Regions from separate parts of the Mus musculus genome. Here regions 2 and 3 are each linked to region 1. A link is a contact called in public promoter capture Hi-C data. All regions are on one chromosome and are shown on one strand. The core of a region is the stretch at or near the end of the contact, and the rest is flanking DNA. Distances in the headings are between cores, read along the strand shown. Region 1 holds the start of Prss50 (protease, serine 50). Region 2 holds the start of Nradd (neurotrophin receptor associated death domain). Region 3 overlaps Ccdc12 (coiled-coil domain containing 12).

Region 1 (2,915 bases), core at 233-2,732:
AGCCCACCACAGCATTTAAAAAGATACTCAGCCAAGGGACTATCAGCATGTGCCACACACAGTACCTTGATGCACCCTGCTATACTTTCTGAGGCAGTTAAAGCGGCTGCCTTGAATGCTAGGATAATAACTATCTCTTATGTGGGTCTCAACCACAGACAATTGTTTATGTGAAAGTATACTGGTTAAGTTTAATTGCCAGCTTGACACATGGGAAAGAAAAGCCTACACTGATAAATTGTCTAAATGAGATTGGCCTATGGGTAATTCGTTGGGGGCGGGGTGAGGGTTGTCTTGATTATTAATTATGCTGGATGGCACAGCCCTCTGTGGAGTGGCACTATCCCTAGGCAGGTGGGCCTGGGCTATATGAGAAATCAAGCTAAGCACGGTCCCGTGAGTGAGTGTGACAGCAAGCAGCCCTCCTCCATAGTTTCTGCTCCAGGTTCTCACCCTGGCTTTCCTCAGTGATGGACTGTGACCTGGAAACTTAAGGAAAATAAAGTCCCCACCCCCAAGTGGCTCTATCACACCAAACAGCAAGAAAATTAAAACACCAGGTGTGCTCTGCAGACCCCACAAGAAGTCTCACACAGGCCTCTTGGAGTTACACTGTGGGTTCCCGGATGGAAACCTGAGACAGGGGCAAGCTAGATCAAAGGAGGACCTGCAGTGGCCAGAGAGGCATCTGGCCAGCAGCCAGCTCTGAGTACCCCGACAGCACCCCCAAACTCAGCATTTCCAGCACGAGCTTTGACTTTCCTCAGCCTGCCCCCATCACCAGGATGGAAGGCCCATAAGCAAAGGACCCTGAAGGCAGGCCCAAGGCCTGGCCCACCCCACATGCTCAATAAACACTTGTACAGGGACGTTCCCTTCTGCTTTTCCTTCTATCTACTCTTCCTTTGGGTCCTTGATACCTCGACCCTTTGACCCTAGAGATCAAAAAATCCGTCAGAATTCCCTGACCTCCCCTGCCCAGTACTCACAGGGGAGGTTGCTGGAATGAACCGTCTTAAGAACGGACCCAGTAGTGTCCATCATGCCGAGAGTCCCCACCGTTTTCAGTGGAGCCATGGTCTGTGAGTTCGGTGGAGCCGTCGTGGTCTGGTTAGTCTGGGCTTGCCGAGGAAGGCGAAGCCTGCCTGAGGGACAGATGCCTCTGGAGCCACAGGAGACCCCGGGTCCGGTCGGGACGGTGGTGGACAGCGTCCCCGGGGATGCTCCTGCGGCCAAGTAGCCTGTGGAAGGTCTCCAGCGAGTCAGAGGTGGCCGCGGGTGGGCGTGCCGGGGAGGGCGTCGGGGGCGGATGCGCTCACCTGCCGGCCGCCGAGGCAGGAGCAGCAGCAGCAGCAGCAACAGCAGGAGAAGGGCGCGGGAGCGGGAGCGGGAAGCCCCAGGCACACGGGGACCCTGAGGGCCCTGCCCACGGACCTCTGCCCCGCACCAGGGCTCCATTGCGCCGCTAGGTTCCTCCACAATGGCGCCCTCCATCGGGCGCCTCATGGTGCGCTGGTGCCCAGCCTGCGTGGCGCCCCCTAGATGCCATTCGCTGGGGCGCTCCCGCTAAAGGCGCGCAAGGAGTGTCTGCCTTGTGTCTTTCCTCAGACTCCTGGGCCCTTTCTCTGGGTCCCTATGCCTCGCCTCAGCTAATTTCTAAGCTTCCGTGCTTTCTCCACCAGCAGCCGCAGCAGCGAGAGGAAGGCCATCCCCGACGTGTCGATACCCCTACCCTCCTCTGCCGGCATCCATGCCTTCCTCCTTGAATGCTAACAGCGCAGGCCGTTGTCTCAGGGCACTGATGAAGCAAAGTAATGTGTTCGTTAGGCTGGTCTCGAACTCACAGCAATTCTACCTTGGCCTCCCAAGTGCTGGGAAATAGGTATGAGTCGCCAAGCTTGGCTTCAATGACAATTTTTAAAGGCTGAAATATTTGAAGCAATGTGCTCTCTAGAGCCACTTACTCGCAGTGGGAGCCATAAGGGAGAAGTGCAGTGTCCATCGGTCAACGGTGAGAATAGGAGTTCACTATGTTTGGGCTTTTGAGGAACATGTTAATGACTCAGCAACATAGTTAATAACATTTAAAAAGTAATGTACTCAACTCCTGGGAGCCTTGGTGCAAGGAATTGTATATTTTTAGCTTAAGAGACAAAGTCTGTTCTTATCAAGGTCTTGGTTCTTGGGAGAGACACCTGAGCAGACGATTTCATGTTCCTATCTGGGAGAACAAAAGCAATCACTGCTGCCACATTTCTGCTTCCTGGTGGAGGAAGGGGAACTGTCGCTCTTAGCCAGCAGACCCGAGGTCACTGATGGAGTCACTGAAGCACACCAGGAGGCCCGGATACAGTCACTTCACAATCTCCAAGCAGGGACCTACATCACTCACCCCTGCCAGCAACAGAGGAGGAACTGGCTGGGATCAGGAACCCCCCCCCCCCTCAGGGGAAAGTTAGGGGTTGGCAGAGACATGAAGGCAGCAGAACACAGATGGTAGAGTCAAGTCTCTCATCTGACCTTAGGAAGTCTCCTAGAAGGAAGTTAGTTCTTACAGGAAGACACAGGGAGGGGGCCTTGGGAATATGGGAGCCACTGAACTGCTAGGTTCACAGAGCAGGGACTTCAAGTCCCAGTCAGCAAGAGTGAAAGCTACAGGCTGGATAGCTGTACCAGTGGTTAAAAGTGTGTGCTGCTCTTTCAGAAGACCTGAGTTTGATTCCCAGGAGCCACACCTGATGGCCCATAACCACTTGCTACTCCAGCTCTAGGGGAAATCTGCCACTCTTGCCCCCATGCACGCACATAAATGTAATTTTTAAAAAAAAAAAAAAAAAGAGGAAATTCTAAGGGAAACAAGGGAACAACCTCCAGGATCGCACAACGCACCTCTGACAGACGTGGAGTAAGAATAT
Region 2 (2,915 bases), core at 287-2,786, 230 kb after region 1:
GCAGCTGGAATGGTGAGGCGGTTGCTGATGTCCCCAATTCTTCCAGGTCACCTACTCCTTGCACCTGTATTCAGTGAATGGGAGGTTGCGGGCTTCAGTGACCCTGACGGAGCAGCCCACAGCCCTGACTGTGGCAGAAGACTTTGTTCTGCTGGGCACCGCTCAGTGCTCTCTACATATCCTCCACTTGAACAAGTGAGCCCCGCTCTTAGTTCCTGGCCCCTCTAGGTGGAAGCTGTTGGCACAGGGTAATAGAGAGTGCATACTACCCACTCACTAGCATGTGTTACTCATGGGGATTCTTGCCCTGGCCCTCCCTTAGCTACACAGTTGTGGGAGTTCTATAAGCCAGGAATTCAGCTTAGCCAGACTTCAAATGAAGACAAAGTAGATGCACGAAAAGGTGTCTGTTAGCTGGCTTCCTTGCAGTTGTGACTCAGTGTACACCTACTTCCCTGCTCCAGATTGCGGCCCGCCGTGCCTCCCCTGCCCATGAAAGTGCCGGTCCACAGTGTGTCTGTGACCAAGGAGCGCAGTCATGTGCTGGTGGGCCTGGAAGATGGCAAATTGATCGTTGTGGGCGCTGGGCAGCCTTCTGAGGTGAGGAAGAGGGCAGCTTGGCCGGCCGGGCAGGAGGGTGGCGGGTTGTGGGGTGCGGCTGCCAGGGCTCACCGCATCTCATCCCATCCCTACTCCCGCTAGGTACGCAGCAGCCAGTTCGCGCGGAGGCTGTGGCGCTCCTCGCGGCGAATCTCCCAGGTGTCCTCTGGGGAGACTGAATACAATCCTGGCGAGGCTCGCTGAACCTAGAGTCTAGGCGCTCAGACATCAGACCCGGCCCGAGCCTGATTCTCTGCCCAGGAGACTACTGCACCAGGGGGTGGGCGGGGCCCACCCTCCAGCTCAGGGATTGGTAGATGGCATCACCAGGAAGTCCCGCCCCTCGCCGGCTGAGGGGAGACCTAGCGTCGGCCTCTGAGGCCGCTGCTGCATATTTTGCACAATCTGGGGTGGGAGGGAATCCCTACTTTCAAATCCCACGTCCCAGTGAAAGCACAAAGACCACCTGTGGCCTTAATCCTCAAAGGTGACTATCGCTGCCCATTCTCAGCAATAAACGTGGCCTAGTTTTGTAATCTTTCGGTTTCTTGAGTACACATGTGCCGCCGTCCTTGGCCTCCTGTGGCCCCCAGTCTTAGCCTCTGTTACCCTGTCTGGCCTGGCATGCTTCTTCCTGGCCAGGCTGGCCTCGGTGTAGCCAGCGGAGGCGCCTCTGGCTTTGCCAGACGTTTCCTGACTCCTGGTTCTCAGCTCTCGCGGTCCATTGCATGGCATTTGCATGCCAGTGGCCTGCTCTGCCAGGCACGCTGGTGTCGGCTTCTGTGAACTCCGAGTGCTTCTGCGTGCTCCGGCGTGGGGCGGGGGCGGGACCGCGCCCTCGAGCTCGGCCCCGCCTCTTCATTGTCCTGCTCCCCTCTTCAACACCACCCCCCCACTGGCCCGCCCCTTGCCTTGGCTCACTCTTGGGCAGACCGGAACCTGCCCTCTCCAGGGACTCCCGTCGTCTTCCTAGCTGAGTGGATCCTGGCACCCTCGGAGGGGTGGCCGCAGAAGGTTAGGAGGGAATGACTAGCCGGGCTCTTGCTAGGTGGAAGGGGCCAGAACTTTCTCTGTCTCCCGCCTTTAGTGCTCTGATCCTGTGGGTACCAGCGTCTGTGTTGGGGTGTGTATGGGCCTGCAGGGGCTGTTGAATTGTTTCTTCCCATTTTGGGCTTGGAGATGGGTGGGGAGCCCTGAAGAAGTTCCACTCCGGCTGCTCAGGATGGGTGGGGCAGATTCCAAGGCCTGTCTGCTGCTACTGGTTTACAGGCCCACCCACCAAGGATCCCAGAAGCCCCCAACTCCCAATGTGGCGACACAAAGATACAAAGTCCATAAAGGGGCCACCCACATCAGAGGTTTACCTGACTACAGCACCGAACTGCTGATAGCCCTACTATAGACACACCACGTGTTAGAGCCATTGGCTATGCAGCAGTAGCCGTTGGGGACTTGAAGGGCCTCTTTTAATCTCTTACTTATCCAAGCCAGATCTCTCTCCTCCTTCAGATCTGGAGCCTCTCCTCCTCCGTAGACTGCAGGGAGTGGTCTCAGCAGATTTAGTACTCTAGGGTCCAGGTGGGTCCTTGGTCTGAGTTGGCCCTGTTCTTCCATTTCAGGCCCTCTGAGATCTGTATGGTCTATGAGTTTGCTGAACCATTAAGGTATCAGTTCACTTAGTCCCTGCCCAGGAAAGGGCTGGCCACTGGCCCTGGAGGGGACAGAGGGAGCATTAGGCAGTGTAAGCGGGCTTGCCTTGGGGACCTTGGGATGCTGGGTTTTGGCAGATGTGTATGATCACCAGTTCCTAGGGATGTTTCAGCCTGAGATAGGGTCACAGTCCATGTATCTTTACCCTCCTTTTAACATCCCCAGACTCAGCCCAGGTACTTGGGAAGGTCTTTGAGATCGGGTGATTTCTATCCTGAGCTGTACCCCATGCCACCAGCTTTGGCTAGCAGGAGCCAGTTGTTACCTCCACCTATTTGACACAGGAGAAACTGTTCCAGCCCTGGTGTGAATCAGGATGGACACACACGCTGCCCCCAGGGACTCCTGACAGCAGATCTGAGGATTTCTTCATATTTCTGCAGAGTTCCTCCTTCTGAGATTCAAGAGAAGCAGGCTCCAAGCTCCGTCAACTCAGTTCTCTACACAACTCCCCTTCACCAAAAAACAGCCCAGCAGGCAGCGCCTGGCAGCACCATGCTTTATAACGTCAGCAAAGGTGTGGTCTATTCAGGTAGGCATTCCTTGTCCCAGATCCTAGGTAGCGGGCAGATTGGGAGGTAGAGTGGGTCGTGTACAAGTCCATT
Region 3 (2,915 bases), core at 196-2,695, 160 kb after region 1:
CACACACACACACACACACACACACACACACACTCACACCCCCCCCCCCCAATAGAAGATATGTCAAATTCAAGGGCTAACAAATAAATCCGTACTTAGGAGTATTATGGAGTCATAGGGAACTGTTTCTATCTATCCATAGTCATGGTATGCTACATAAAAACATTTAGCAAACAACAGGCTCTGCACGAGTGTGTTTATCAGCCCTGTGCTGGGAAAAGCCTATGGCTGGCTGTGGAAGGCTTGCTGGACCAAATCCTCAGCCCTTTTTAATCCACAGGCTTGCTAAACTGCCCATTAATCTGAACTTTCTAAACTTCCTACAACTGAAAAAAAAAAAAAGCTGTATATATACTTAAGCAGCAATTTAAACTTAAATCCAGATGTGGTGGCGCACAACTAATAATCTCACACAAGAGGGCTCTTAGAGTCTGATGTCACTGAGATTACACAGCAAGGACCAGCCAGGGCTACACAGTGAGACTCTATCTCAAAAAAACCAAGCCGGGCAGTGGTGGCACACGCCTTTAATCCCAGCACTTGGGAGGCAGAGGCAGGTGGATTTCTGAGTTCGAGGCCAGCCTGGTCTACAGAGTGAGTTCCAGGACAGCCAGGGCTATACAGAGAAACTCTGTCTCAAAAAATAAAAACAAAACAAAAAAACTAAAAGCGTGTGCTCTCGTGTGTGTGTGTGTGTGTGTGAAGTGTGTACACTTACTTAAATTTAAGAGAAATAAGGTTTACATCAGCTCCCAGGGGGCTGACAGAGGAGAACCTGCACAAAGGCTACTGAAGCCCAGATGCTGGAATCTACGGTGGATGTGCTGTCCTGCTGTCCTCTGCTAACAGCCATCACTGTCTTAACCAGAGCAGCTGTGATGACCCTTCCGACAGTGCCTGCTGATGGTCCTCATAAAATTAGTGCCAGGGAGGTCATCGTTCTGTCACCTGAGATTCCAGACACTACTTCCTGAACCCCTGCTCATGCTGGGGTGGGCCTAGTCAGTGATGTGACTGTTTTGGGGTTGCCTGGGCTCCTGTAAGTAATCTCTCCTACATTCTTATATAAGTCAGTCCAACACACTGGCTGGTTCCCAGGCTGGACCTGTTCTTTGCTGTCATTGGTGCCCTATCTGGTTTGCTCAGGTCTTCCCTGAAAAAGTTCAGGTAACAGGGATACAGGGAGAGGCCTGTAAAGTCCAATGTTCCTCCCCCTGGGCCCAACCATAACTCTACAGAACACTGTAGGTGGAAGTGTTCACACCACCAGGCTGCCCTGGCCTGCAAATGCCTGACTGATTCTTCATAGGGCTGTTGCATCCTTTAGCCCACCCTTGACCTGCCAAGAGGATGTGGGACAGAGGCCAGGATTCCATCCCCTGTGGAGTAGCACAGAAGGCTAAGAAGGCGGGGCAGGCTTTGTTGGGTCTGGGGAGCAGGCAGAGGGCAGGGACAGCTTCAATTTCTCTTTGGTGACACAGAAGGCTGCATGAGCTCACTGTCCCACCCTGCGCATCAGATGGGATGCAGGGAGGGGCCCAGTCAGCTCTACTCGCTTTCAGCTGGGAGATTTTAGACAAGTGACTTCACCTGCCTGTGGTTACCCAACCTATACACCACACCCAGCCCAGAGCGGCCAGAAGACTTCAGCAAGGGACTCTGAAAGCACGGAAGAGCATGACACAGAAGATACAACACAGATTCCCACACAGAAAGGGAAGGCCCCAGCGATGTTCCCACTCTCTTCCTACCCAGTGGGGACATGCCCACTGCAGCTCACAAGGGCAGTCAGACTCACGCTGGTCTTAAGCCAGCCCTTTTAAAATTTGTTCTTCTCAATCCCCAGCCTGCTCCTGAGAATTATGAGTCTGGAAAGGGGTGCTGGATTCTATGTTCCCATTCTGTAGCTTTGGTGAGAGAAGGGAGCCTCAGCCAACCCACTGGCTGGTGACAGGGACACCTGAAGCTGGAAGGTGGGCGTGGCCTTCTGGTCACCAAGAAAATGGGGTAACGTGTTTAACCTGTGACATGCCTTGGTACAAGGACCCTGGGGCCCAATCCAGAGAGAAGCCTGGTGCTTGCCAGACTAAAGGATTTTGGCACCTGGCCTGGGGTTGGCTCTCAGCAGGGTGGGACCACTGTCTTCAGGAGGGTCACATACACACATGGAGCTGGAGAACAACCTTTCCATTCCCTAAGAAGGCAGGCCAGTGGCCTATTGTCTTTCACAGTATGGGACACTCACTCCAGGGAAAACCCACGGAGGTCTGTTGGATCTAGGAACCTGGACACAAAGATATAGCTCAACGTGGTGCGTGCAATGCCATGGGCTTAAGTCCTAGCATCACGTCCAACAAACACCAAGACCCAAAGCTGCAAGGAACCTGTTTGCGACCTGCTTGGTCAGGCACTTAGCATGGTACACTCCCATGTCAGGTATGGTGTGAAGCTGCCTCCCTTCACCTGCTTCCCAGTTCCAACCCAATGGGCCCTCTACAGGGCAGAGCCTCCAGGCACTTAGCAGACAGGGCTTGCCTTTGGGAAGCAAAAACAGCTGACTTCTGGGGGCCATAGGTGTCTTTCCTTCCAACAAACACAAGTCTGCCAGCACTAGGGCTCCCCCTTTCTGACACAGGTTTGTCTGTGGGGAACGTGACAAGACTTATCCCAGGAGAGAAATAAAAAGCATTTCTTATCCATACACTCAATAAAATTCTAATCAAAATGCCAGCAGGTTTCTTTCTCTTCAGTTGACATCAACAAGCTGGTTGTTAGAAGGAGTAAGGGCAGAGGAGAGTTTGGAGTCTCAAACTGTAGGTGGGCTCAAACTCGCAGCAATCCTCCTGCCTCAGCCTTACTAGTGCTGGGATGCCAGGTGAGTCACTACATCCAGCATGCCTGAAAAGTTTATAAGG

Evidence for each region. Promoter capture Hi-C pulls out the DNA fragments that hold promoters and counts their contacts.
Region 2: a promoter capture Hi-C map of embryonic stem cells shows a contact between it and region 1, with 19 read pairs. The contact joins the promoter of Nradd here to the promoter of Prss50 in region 1. A contact is called at or near these places in 13 of 39 promoter capture datasets (the 3T3-L1 cell line, 3T3-L1-derived adipocytes, the C10 cell line and 8 more), 23 of 484 Hi-C or Micro-C datasets (the 63-12 cell line, B cells, CD8 T cells and 16 more), 1 of 115 datasets of contacts at active chromatin or transcription factors (double positive thymocytes) and 5 of 9 other capture datasets (adipose tissue, embryonic stem cells, liver and 2 more).
Region 3: a promoter capture Hi-C map of embryonic stem cells shows a contact between it and region 1, with 16 read pairs. The contact joins the enhancer-like site here to the promoter of Prss50 in region 1. A contact is called at or near these places in 6 of 39 promoter capture datasets (cranial neural crest, embryonic stem cells, frontonasal cranial neural crest and 2 more) and 2 of 9 other capture datasets (adipose tissue and liver).

What each region holds. Positions count from the first base shown.
Region 1 is chr9:110,856,534-110,859,448 of GRCm38.p6, reverse strand. Prss50 (protease, serine 50) reads right to left here and starts at 1,482. Exons shown (of 5, transcript NM_146227.4): 1 at 990-1,482. The coding sequence starts at 1,458.
Region 2 is chr9:110,623,014-110,625,928 of GRCm38.p6, reverse strand. It overlaps Nradd (neurotrophin receptor associated death domain), which reads left to right and starts at 1,536. Exons shown (of 5, transcript NM_026012.2): 1 at 1,536-1,614; 2 at 2,694-2,842. The coding sequence starts at 2,806. Nbeal2 (neurobeachin-like 2) reads left to right here. Exons shown (of 54, transcript NM_183276.2): 52 at 47-195; 53 at 465-600; 54 at 703-1,140. The coding sequence ends at 804.
Region 3 is chr9:110,696,146-110,699,060 of GRCm38.p6, reverse strand. All of the region lies in intron 2 of Ccdc12 (coiled-coil domain containing 12), which reads right to left. Among named protein-coding and RNA genes, the nearest start is that of Gm35715, 22 kb to the right of the region's middle. Within about 2 kb of position 1,445, at least 33 of the 459 cell types and tissues checked have an H3K27ac peak or open chromatin away from gene starts, as enhancers often do. A contact at or near this core is called in embryonic stem cells, where this site is marked.